Regions from separate parts of the Cyprinus carpio genome. Here region 2 is linked to region 1. A link is a contact called in public Hi-C data. All regions are on one chromosome and are shown on one strand. The core of a region is the stretch at or near the end of the contact, and the rest is flanking DNA. Distances in the headings are between cores, read along the strand shown.

The links. Hi-C and Micro-C count contacts between places; a contact is called where the count stands out from the background.
Region 2: a contact with region 1 is called in a Hi-C map of skeletal muscle, with 2.7 times the contacts expected there. The contact joins the promoter of LOC109098855 here to the enhancer-like site in region 1. A contact is called at or near these places in 3 of 8 Hi-C or Micro-C datasets (liver and skeletal muscle).

Annotation. Positions count from the first base shown.
Region 1 is chrA25:2,037,949-2,043,017 of ASM1834038v1, forward strand. No RefSeq gene overlaps it. Among protein-coding and RNA genes, the nearest start is that of LOC109070887, 3.1 kb to the left of the region's middle. Within about 2 kb of position 2,358, at least 1 of the 8 cell types and tissues checked has an H3K27ac peak or open chromatin away from gene starts, as enhancers often do. A contact at or near this core is called in skeletal muscle, where this site is marked.
Region 2 is chrA25:2,078,888-2,083,679 of ASM1834038v1, forward strand. It overlaps LOC109098855 (calcium and integrin-binding protein 1), which reads left to right and starts at 3,051. Exons shown (of 7, transcript XM_042714996.1): 1 at 3,051-3,303; 2 at 3,437-3,471; 3 at 4,568-4,664. The coding sequence starts at 3,253.

The DNA.
Region 1 (5,069 bases), core at 1,108-3,607:
CGTTGCATCACTTGCTCAGCAATGGATGTGAATGGGTGCCGTCAGAATGAGAGTTCAAACAGCTGATAAAATCATCACAATAATCCACAGCACTCCAATACATCAGTTAACATCTGGAGAAGACAAAAGATGCATGTTTTCATATACATTATTAAAGTTTTTTTAAATTTAAACCATTGCTTCTGGCTAAAACATGAATCCATAATCCATAATATCGCTTCCTCCAGTCTCTCACATCAAAATCCACCCACATATTTGTTTAGAGCTGTTTTGGACTGTTTTTGCTTGTAAACAGCGTTTGATCTGTGCAGATTTCTCTCCTGATTCAGACAAGATGACTTTTTGACTGAAGAAAGCAATATTATGGATAGAGGACTCGTATCTTAGTTGGAAGCAACGGTTTGAAGTTTAAAACGTTTTTAATGATGGATTTGTTTCTTACAAACATGAGCTTTTGTCTTCTCCAGATGTTAACTGATGGACTGGAGTGCTGTGGATTACTTGTGATGTTTTTATCAGCTGTTTGGACTCTCATTCTGACGGCACCCATTCACATCTATTGGTGAGCAAGTGATGCAATGCTACATTTCTCCAAATCTGATGAAGGAACAAACTCATCTGCATTTTGGATGACCTGAGGGTGAGTACAATTTCAGCAAATGTTAATTTTTAGGTGAACTATTTCTTTAATATCATCTGGGACCATTCAATGGAAAAAAATTTTTATGTCATCCAGATTAGCCATTGCTATTGCAGATGTTGCTATATTGAGTTGTAGCACAGTGATGTTGTCGGCAGGGTTCCAGACGGGTGTCATCACGGTGTGAATGAGACGACCCCCAATCATCAGAACACTCCCCAGACTCCATAACCCTGCTTGGAAAAAGCACCTTGTTCCAAAATCACATTAGGAGGAGACGCAGAGGGACACCGTGTCTGCAGACACGTAACTGCAATGAGAAGCGGCCTGCAGCCAGACAGGACTATTTTAAGAGGTCCATCTCAAACGAACCTGATTAGGGGTCCCTCAAAACAAAACACACATACTTCTAACTTCAGACAGAGTTTATAAGAACGCAAAACAAGGAGAGATCATTGTAAATGATTAGTACTACACACAAATATAAGTTTTCTCTGGGAATTGTGGTGTTTGTGAGTGTGTGTACAGGAAGATTAGAGACACTGAGCAACAGTGCGTCACGCTCGCGTCTGACTCAATCACGCCATTTTCCTCTGAGCTCCACTTCCTGTACAAAACTCACAGATCGGACCCAACGGCCTCGAGTTTCATTACCAAACTAATGCTTGATGCAGTCCAAAAACAAAATATTGCACCATTTCACACGTTTACATACTTTTTGTGAGTCACTGCATGCATTTATAACGTGCAAAAAAAAAAAAAAAATAGTGACTATTATAAATATTATATAAATAGTATTATTTATATACTATTGTAGTATTTACTTATATTTTGAATAAGCTTTTATTTTTATCTTTTCAGTTTTCATATAAGTTTTCTGTTTTTATATATTTTTTGTTGTATGCTTTTGACGTTTTTATACTCGGTTTTAATATTTTAACTTTTTTTATTTTGAAAACTTTTTTCTTACATTTCTAATTTTCACTTTTATGTAGTTCATGTAATATTTATTTATTAATTTTATTTTATTTATTTATTTTATTAAACATCTTTTTTTTTTTTTTATTTAATAGTATTTTATTTAATAGTTTTATCCGACACTTATCAATACTGGCGCCTTCCAAAAAATGTTAAATATAGCTGGACACTGGATTTTTTTTTATTTTGTGGCTAAGAAAACCCTTTAATCATGGTAAAATCACAAAAACCTTCATGGGTTATTGCTTTAGTTTATCATGTGTTTATATGTATTTATATTTGCATACACAAGTAAAGGTTTTGGAGAAAATTAAAGGTATAGTTCATCCAAAAATGTTAATTATGATATTGATTGCTCTTTACTCTGTGGAAAACAAAAGATATTTGTCTTTTTTTTTTTTTTTTTTTTTTGTCTATTCAGTGAAAGTCAGTGGGGTCCAGAGTTGTTCGGTTCCAAGTGTTCTTCAAAATATTTTCTTTGTGTTCCACAGAAGAAAGAAAGTCATACAGGTTTGGTAAAAACAAGGTGAGTAAATGACTATATAAAACCTACGCTCACACACACACACACACACACACAGATATACATTCGCATGTGTGTGTAACTCACATACAGAACAAACACACACACAGCATATTAAACAAACATAAACACACAACAAATCCACTTTAATCAGAGCTGGAATGTAAAGCTGAGAGTCACAGTGAACTTACACACACACACACACACACACACACAGGATATTAACTATGTGCCGTACGTTAATTTAAAGCTCATATTGTTTAACAGTGATGCTGTAGCTGCGGGGCCAGTCAGCTCTGATCAAGAGTTCCTGACACACAGTGAGCGTCTCGTTGAGAGCGTCTCTAATGACGTTGTGTTAACGTGATAATAGCACTAAAACAACACGACTGCCTTTAAGGTTAAATGTGGCTAACGCTGCAGCAATGCAATACAATAGTAGTTTTATGTATAAATATATAAACATATACATTATAAGACATATATAACAACTACTATCCAATAGCTCTGTGAAGATATTACACAAATTATAAAAAGTCTCCTTCTTTGTTTTATGTGGGCTGTTGAAATCCAGGATTAACTTTGAGAAGCTGCTGTGTGTGTTTAGCTCAGGCTCAACTCTTAATCTCAGTAACACAATACACACAAGTGAAAGCAGATATTCACACACTTACAAACACACACACACGTTTGTGCAGACAGCCTGCTGTGTGTGTTTGTTTTTGAATAAGACACAGTGATTTCAGCCAGACGCATGACAAAATGTCAGAACAAATCTAGATTCTACAAACGAACGTTCCTCGTTTGCTTTACCTGAGAAAAACATAACGTTTCCCTGATGCTCTTTATTTAAATAACACAATATTTTTCCAATATTAAAGGAAAAACAACATTAACTGTGTTTAAAAGCATCCCATGAAGAACTTCATGAATATCTAGATATCAAATATATATAGTTCTCTACATCATTCCCATACTTCCATTTGTGTTATTTCATAGTTTTTGTTTCTTTTTTATTATTCTACATTGTTATTTTTTATTATTTTTGATGATTATTGTGTGTGAAAATTTGAATGGTGTTGTACGTAAGAGTAAGAAGGAGTAAACAAAGAGTCTGCAAAACTAAAAGCACTGTTAAATGAAAACCTACACATTAAAATAAGAAAATAATTTGTATAATTGAAATGAATAACAGTAATATTTAATAGTAATGGTCTTGCTAAAGAAATATATAAATAAACACTGAATTCAAATAATTCAAAAAATATTATTTTACATAGGTAATGCTATTAATTGATTGTTATTTTTATCTTAAAACAAGACGGACAAGACAATCGATAATAGTTTCCACAATTAAGCAGGCATTTTCATTGTATTATTATATATATTTTTATATTATATACATTTTCCAAACGTATTAAATTGGTTCATGTGAAGAAAAACACCTGCAGATATTTGTTACTATTTACAGTATCGATAAAAAGTTGAAATTTCTTATCGCGATCATTTGCGCAGTAATTAACGAGCTTAATCGCGATACAAGCACTATGACGCGATTAAAGTTCCTCAGAAAGTTTCCGAGCGTTGCGCGGGAAGTCACTCCGCAGGAGCAGAAAAAAAGAACACGGGATTTCACGGAAAAATTCCAACAATTCCAAATATTCCATTGTTACATCACATTTCGTCATCATGTGTCAGAATAACCGCTTCAGTGAGTGAAGAATAGATCTGTACAGCTGTACAAGTTACTTTACAGAAAGATTTAGATTTTTAAATAACTGCACAAACAAATACCACTATGACATATGTAAATAAATGACATTCTTACCTGTCTGAAGGAACAGTAGGGAAAGTGAAGTGTTTTGGGGGTAAAAGCTGCCTGAGTGACTGGAAGCGCGCGAGGAAGGCTGGAATTTCAGGAATTGGCTGCAGTATAACGCGAGGAGCGGACAGGAGGAGGGAGGGAGGAGGGAGGAGGTGTGAGGGGAGGTCCCGGGATTGAAAAGGAAAAAGGAGCAGTCTTGGTGTGGAGAGAAAAGGAAATAAGCCCGCATCCAGAGGGATTCACATTGTTCTGCTCAGAAGAGACAGCTGTGTCCTAAAAGTCCTGGAAAATAATCCTGGAACACTTTCTTTGAGCTTAGTATTAAAAGATGGTAATAACCAAAAAATAAATTTAAAAAGGTTTTTTTTTTCCAGATATTAAGGTATTTATATCTAATTAATGTGTTACAAAACAATAAACAAAATATTGTGTGTGTGTGTGTGTGTGTGTGTGTGTGTGTGTGTGTGTGTGTGTGTGTGTGTGTGTGTGTGTGTGTGTGTGTGTGTGTTTATTTAAATTTTAATTTTAAACATAATTATTGCAGAAATTATCACCATTTGAAACTAGGCTATATATATATATATATATATGCATTTATATAGATTTTTATTTATGCATTTATATAGATTGAAAATATGAAATATATTTTTCCTTTTTTTTTTTTTTTACCTTGGAGTACCATGTAAATACCATGTAGCTTTACTACTAATTACTACTGACACTGCTTTTTTTTAAAGGGTAAACACTCATTTGGAGGACTGCAGAATTATACAGTGATGCACTCTAAAAAATGTTAAGTTTAACTAAAATATTGTTTAAAAATTACTTTATGGCTGGCTTAAAATGAACCCAAAATAGGTTGTAAATTAAAAATCAGACACATAATTACTAGAGGCATCAGCAATAATCAAAGGATGAACATTTATTAATAAGCAATTTTAAAAAAAAAGTATTTAATTACTATTCATTCAACTTATTAATAAATGTTCATTTATTGAACATAATAAATGTTAATTTCCAACCTATTTGGGGTTAATTTTAAGCAAGAAATATAATAATTTAGTTATATAGTAAAATATAGTAAAATAAGTGAAATATAGTAA
Region 2 (4,792 bases), core at 1,801-4,300, 42 kb after region 1:
TTTATCATTTCTGAACTGATGATTTATTGCATTAAAAATATGACAACTTATTAATCAATAAATCAACCAACAAATTAGTCACGTAATGAGGGTTAATTTCCACTTGTAAAGCTAGTTCACAAGATCACTGTTTTTACTGTATTTTCCATTAAATAAATGCAGCCTTGATGAGCATTAGATAACAAATTCACTTTATTAAGTTACGTCACATGTTTCCAGTAGTGCTTCTTCTTGAGGCCCCTGGAGCGCTGTGTTTGTCCTGCCTGCAGTGGGATGGTTTTATGTTAGACTGAGGGTCTCTAAGGATCCCATGTGAAAGACAGTCTTGGCTTGACTTCAAGAGAGGAGGAGGATAGACTCGAGGGATCGAGTTACGCACAGATTTAACTGCAGAGATGGCAGGCTTGATGTGATAGGAAGGTATCCAATGGTGGCTGAAGGTTTCTTGCGTGTTTGGTTCTGGCTACAGAATCCCCTGGTCTTCTTGCACGATTTCCTTAAGTACTCTGACCAAGATAAACATCCCCCGAAATGGAGACAGGGAATAACGATTAGAATTTGCATTGATCAAGTAGAGTTCTCACCTTTTGGCACAGAAGGTAGTTTGCATGAAAGACACTAGGAGAAGTCTGTTATTGGCTGTCTGTTTAGAGAATGAGAGCTTTCAGATGACATCAAAACATGAACAGTTGCATCGTTATAAACTCTGATTAAGAATAGTGGTTTTGGTAGTGTAATCGTTCATAAGGTGTGAATCTTTTCTCTCTCTCAGCTGGGTGTGTTGTTGTCTTGAATGAGGATGTGAGGCTTGTCAGACTCAGACAGTGTTCAGATGTTGATTCTCGCAAGAGTTCTTTGTCTTTTCAGACTGTGGCCCTCCTCTGGTCCAGACAAATGGCATCAGCTTTACATTTGATCAAAGTGATCAGTAAATACAAGTGTCTTTTGTTGCTGTTGTAAAGTGTTTGTGCTTGATTAACTCTGGCTGCGAAGCTGAATTTATAAAGCAAAGTAGGCGACTTTGTAAAAAGTCATTTTAAAAAACAGTTTAATAACTTAGTTCGATAAGTTATAAGTTATTAAGCAATAAATAAAGGATTTCAAAGTTTTGCAACATGTGAATGAGAAGAAAAAAAAAACATGCATGTATAATCAAATAACATTTCTAAATAAATAAACATTTCAGTGTGCAACAGAGAATGAAAGACACTGATTATCAGGTCTGTCTTTATACCTGCTGCTTTATGTGTTTCTTTGACATATGAAGATACGTTTGACAATGAAGAGAAACGGATCGAGGGTTTGTATGTGAAAATGTTATTTGGCCAGAAAAGAAAATGTAAATTTAAATTTAAAAATAAAATTAAAATAATACAAACAAACTATTTTCTGAAGATGTTTTCTTTGGATTAGCTTACCTGATTACTTTTGGATTTATATATATATATATATATATATATATATATATATATATATATATATATATATATATATATATATATATATATATATATATAAAATCGCAAAAAGATTCACGAACCCACTCCGAAGTCCCGATCTGAATCAAAAGATTCGCGATACCCGATCCGATTGAAGCGCTTCGAAACAGTGAATCATTTTGTGTCCCAGTTGTTAAACTGATTCGTGTGTCGAAAAGCTCCGTTTCACCCATCACTATACGTGCTTTTTAAAGATCATTACAAGCGATGTCGAAATTCGAAAGTGAATTTTAAATGATCTTTTTAGGGAATCGCTTGAACTGAATGATCGAAGTCACGAGTTTGAATCAATCGGAGCGGTTCCAGCGTAAATGACTCACTCAATTGAATCGGTTCGTCTGTTCCTCCGTTTTCGGTTCTTCAGCTGTTTACACGACACTGTCAGTACTACTACTGGCTAAACTCTCTAGTTTTATACACTTATATATTCCCTTATATTTTCTTACTACACACATGTATTAAATGCGCGTCATTGAAGGCGTGTTTATTGCTTTTATTTGTAATAACTGTATATATATATTTACATTTAGTCATTTAGCATACGCTTTTATGCAAAGCGACTAACAAATGAGGACAATAGAAGCAATCAAAAACAACTAAAGAGCAATGATATACAAGTGCTATAACAAGTCTCAGTTAGCTTAAACACAGTACACGTAGCAAGGGCTTTTAAATAATATAATAGCCTAAATAAAAAGAAAACAGATAGAATAGAAAAAGAACAGAGCAAGCTAGTTTTAGAGGTCTTTTTTTTTTTTTTTTTTTTTTTTTTTTTTTGCTTTTGTTAATTGTGTAATAAATGAAAATAAAACAGATAGAATACAAAAAGATTAGAAAGCTAGTTAGATTATATTATATATATATATATATATATATATATATATATATATATAGATATATATATATATATATATCATAGGAACTTTAAAAGAACTTAATTAATTCCCTATTACACTGCCAATAAATGAAGATAGTGAACATGCAGCTGTTATAAATTAAAATAAATAGCCTAAAGTTCTAAATAAATGGTTTACTTATGTCATAAATAAGTGACATGACAGTGGATTTTTTTTTTTTTTTTTTTTTTTTTTTTTTTTGTGATATGATGCCACCTTCTGAAATAATAAGCAAATTGCAGAACCAAGTCAGTGCAACGTGATACCAAATAAATCATTTAAGGTCTTTTCCTTCCAAACATTTGGTCAGAATAATATAATTATATGTGACATAGTTACATTATAACTAACAATAACAATGAGTAAGATGCTCCAGGAAATATTTAGATATTAAATACACGTTGATTATCAGTATTATTCTCTACCTTTTGTTATAAAACGTAAAAATAGACTAATTAAGGTAATAAACGAGTGCAAATATCTAGTTCACATAAAACGCAGCTGTTTTATTGTGCTTTTGAATATACAGAAGTAAACATTTTTGTGCCTAAACGTTATTTCTTTGTATAACTACCTTACTGCCTAACTACCTAATTAACTAACTAACTAACTAAAATAAATAAATAAATAAATAAATCCCCATTGTGGATGTTTGTTCCCACGGTGACTGACGTGTCAAGCAGGAAGCGGAAGCGCGAGAGCGTGTTGCTTTCGAGCAAAGTTTGTTTAGACTGTTGGCTAAAAACATTAAAACTTCGGCCGCTTACCTTAGTTTTTATAAAACAATAGAAACATTATTCGACTTTATTATAGTTTAAAGTGAAAGTGCTAGTCGTGCTGAACGAAAGCAGGCGGTAATGGGGGGAACATCGAGCAAATTACCGAAAGATCTTCTGTCAGAGTATCAGGTGAGACTGACTCATGTCAGTTCTTAAAAACATATTTATATGTAATAGTATTGAAATATATGTTCATTTGGTGAACAGTTATAGCAAGGAGTTGTGTTTTTGTATAATGTATAACTCGTCTTTGCTTACGCAGGAGCTCACATTTCTCACAAAGCAAGAAATCCTACTGTAAGTACAGTCATGACGTACTTGATCTGATGCACACATGACGCCGTGTTCAGAATATTCTGTGTTATGTTTGGCTGCTTTCAGTGTACTTAAGTTATAATTGTGAACATGGACTGTACAGTTTAGTTTGTTTCTTATTAGTTTGTGTTTAGGTGAGGAATAACGATAGAACTTTAGCGATTTTATTAGTTTTTTATTTTTATTTTATTATTTTGTTTTAGTATTTGTAGTACTTTAACTTAAACTTACTTTATTTGCAATTCAACATTTTAAATATTTCTATTTGCCTTTAATTTATTTTTATTTCAGTTTTAGTATTTGTAGTACTTTAACTTAAACTTATTTTGTTACAAATCAACATTTTAAATATTTCTATTTGCCTTTAATTTAGTTTTATATTAGTATTTGTAGTACTTTTAAACTTATTTTATTTGCAATGCAACATTTTAAATATTTCTATTTAGCTTTAATTTATTTCTGTTTCATTATTTTATTTTATTTTAGTATTTTTATAGTACTTTAACTTTAACTTAAACTTATTTTATTTGCAATTCAACATTTTAAATATTTCTATTTAACTTTAATTTATTTCTATTTCATTATTTTATTTTAGTATTTGTAGTACTTTAACTTAAACCTATTTTATTTGCAAATCAACATTTAAATTTCTATTTAGCTTTAATTTATTTTTATTTCAGTTCTATTTTTAAATTTTAGTTTTAGTATTTGTAGTACTTTAACTTATTTTATTTGCAGTTCAACATTTTAAATATTTCTATTTAGCTTTATTTTTGTTTCAGTTTTTACTTCTCTTATTTACCTAGACAACATTTCTAATTTTCGTTTAAGTTTTTCATCTAACAATAATAACTCACTTTAGCTTTATTTCAATTACCAACACTTCATTTTAATTTAATTTTTTTTTATTACTGCTTATGCACATCTTCTCTACCATGGCATTCCGTGTAAAGTGGATTTGTGGTTGAGCTAAACTACGCAGATGTACAGTAGTTCAGTTACTGAACGTGTATACTAACTAATACTTAAAATGTTTGAATGTCATTCAAATGTGCTCATCATCAGTGTGTTTGTTTAGGGCACACAAAATATTCTCTGAACTCCAGGGCGGAGAAAATGGGCCGTACAGCTCCAGGGTGTCCATGCAGAAGATCCTCACACTTCCTGAACTGAAGGTAACAGATGAAGTCTATACTGCTGTCATAATGCAAAAAAACTAAATGATTCATTTTCGTTTTGCAAAACACAGTATCTTATAATCCTTCCAGATTTAGCCATTGGGCTGTATATATTCGGTGTTTTT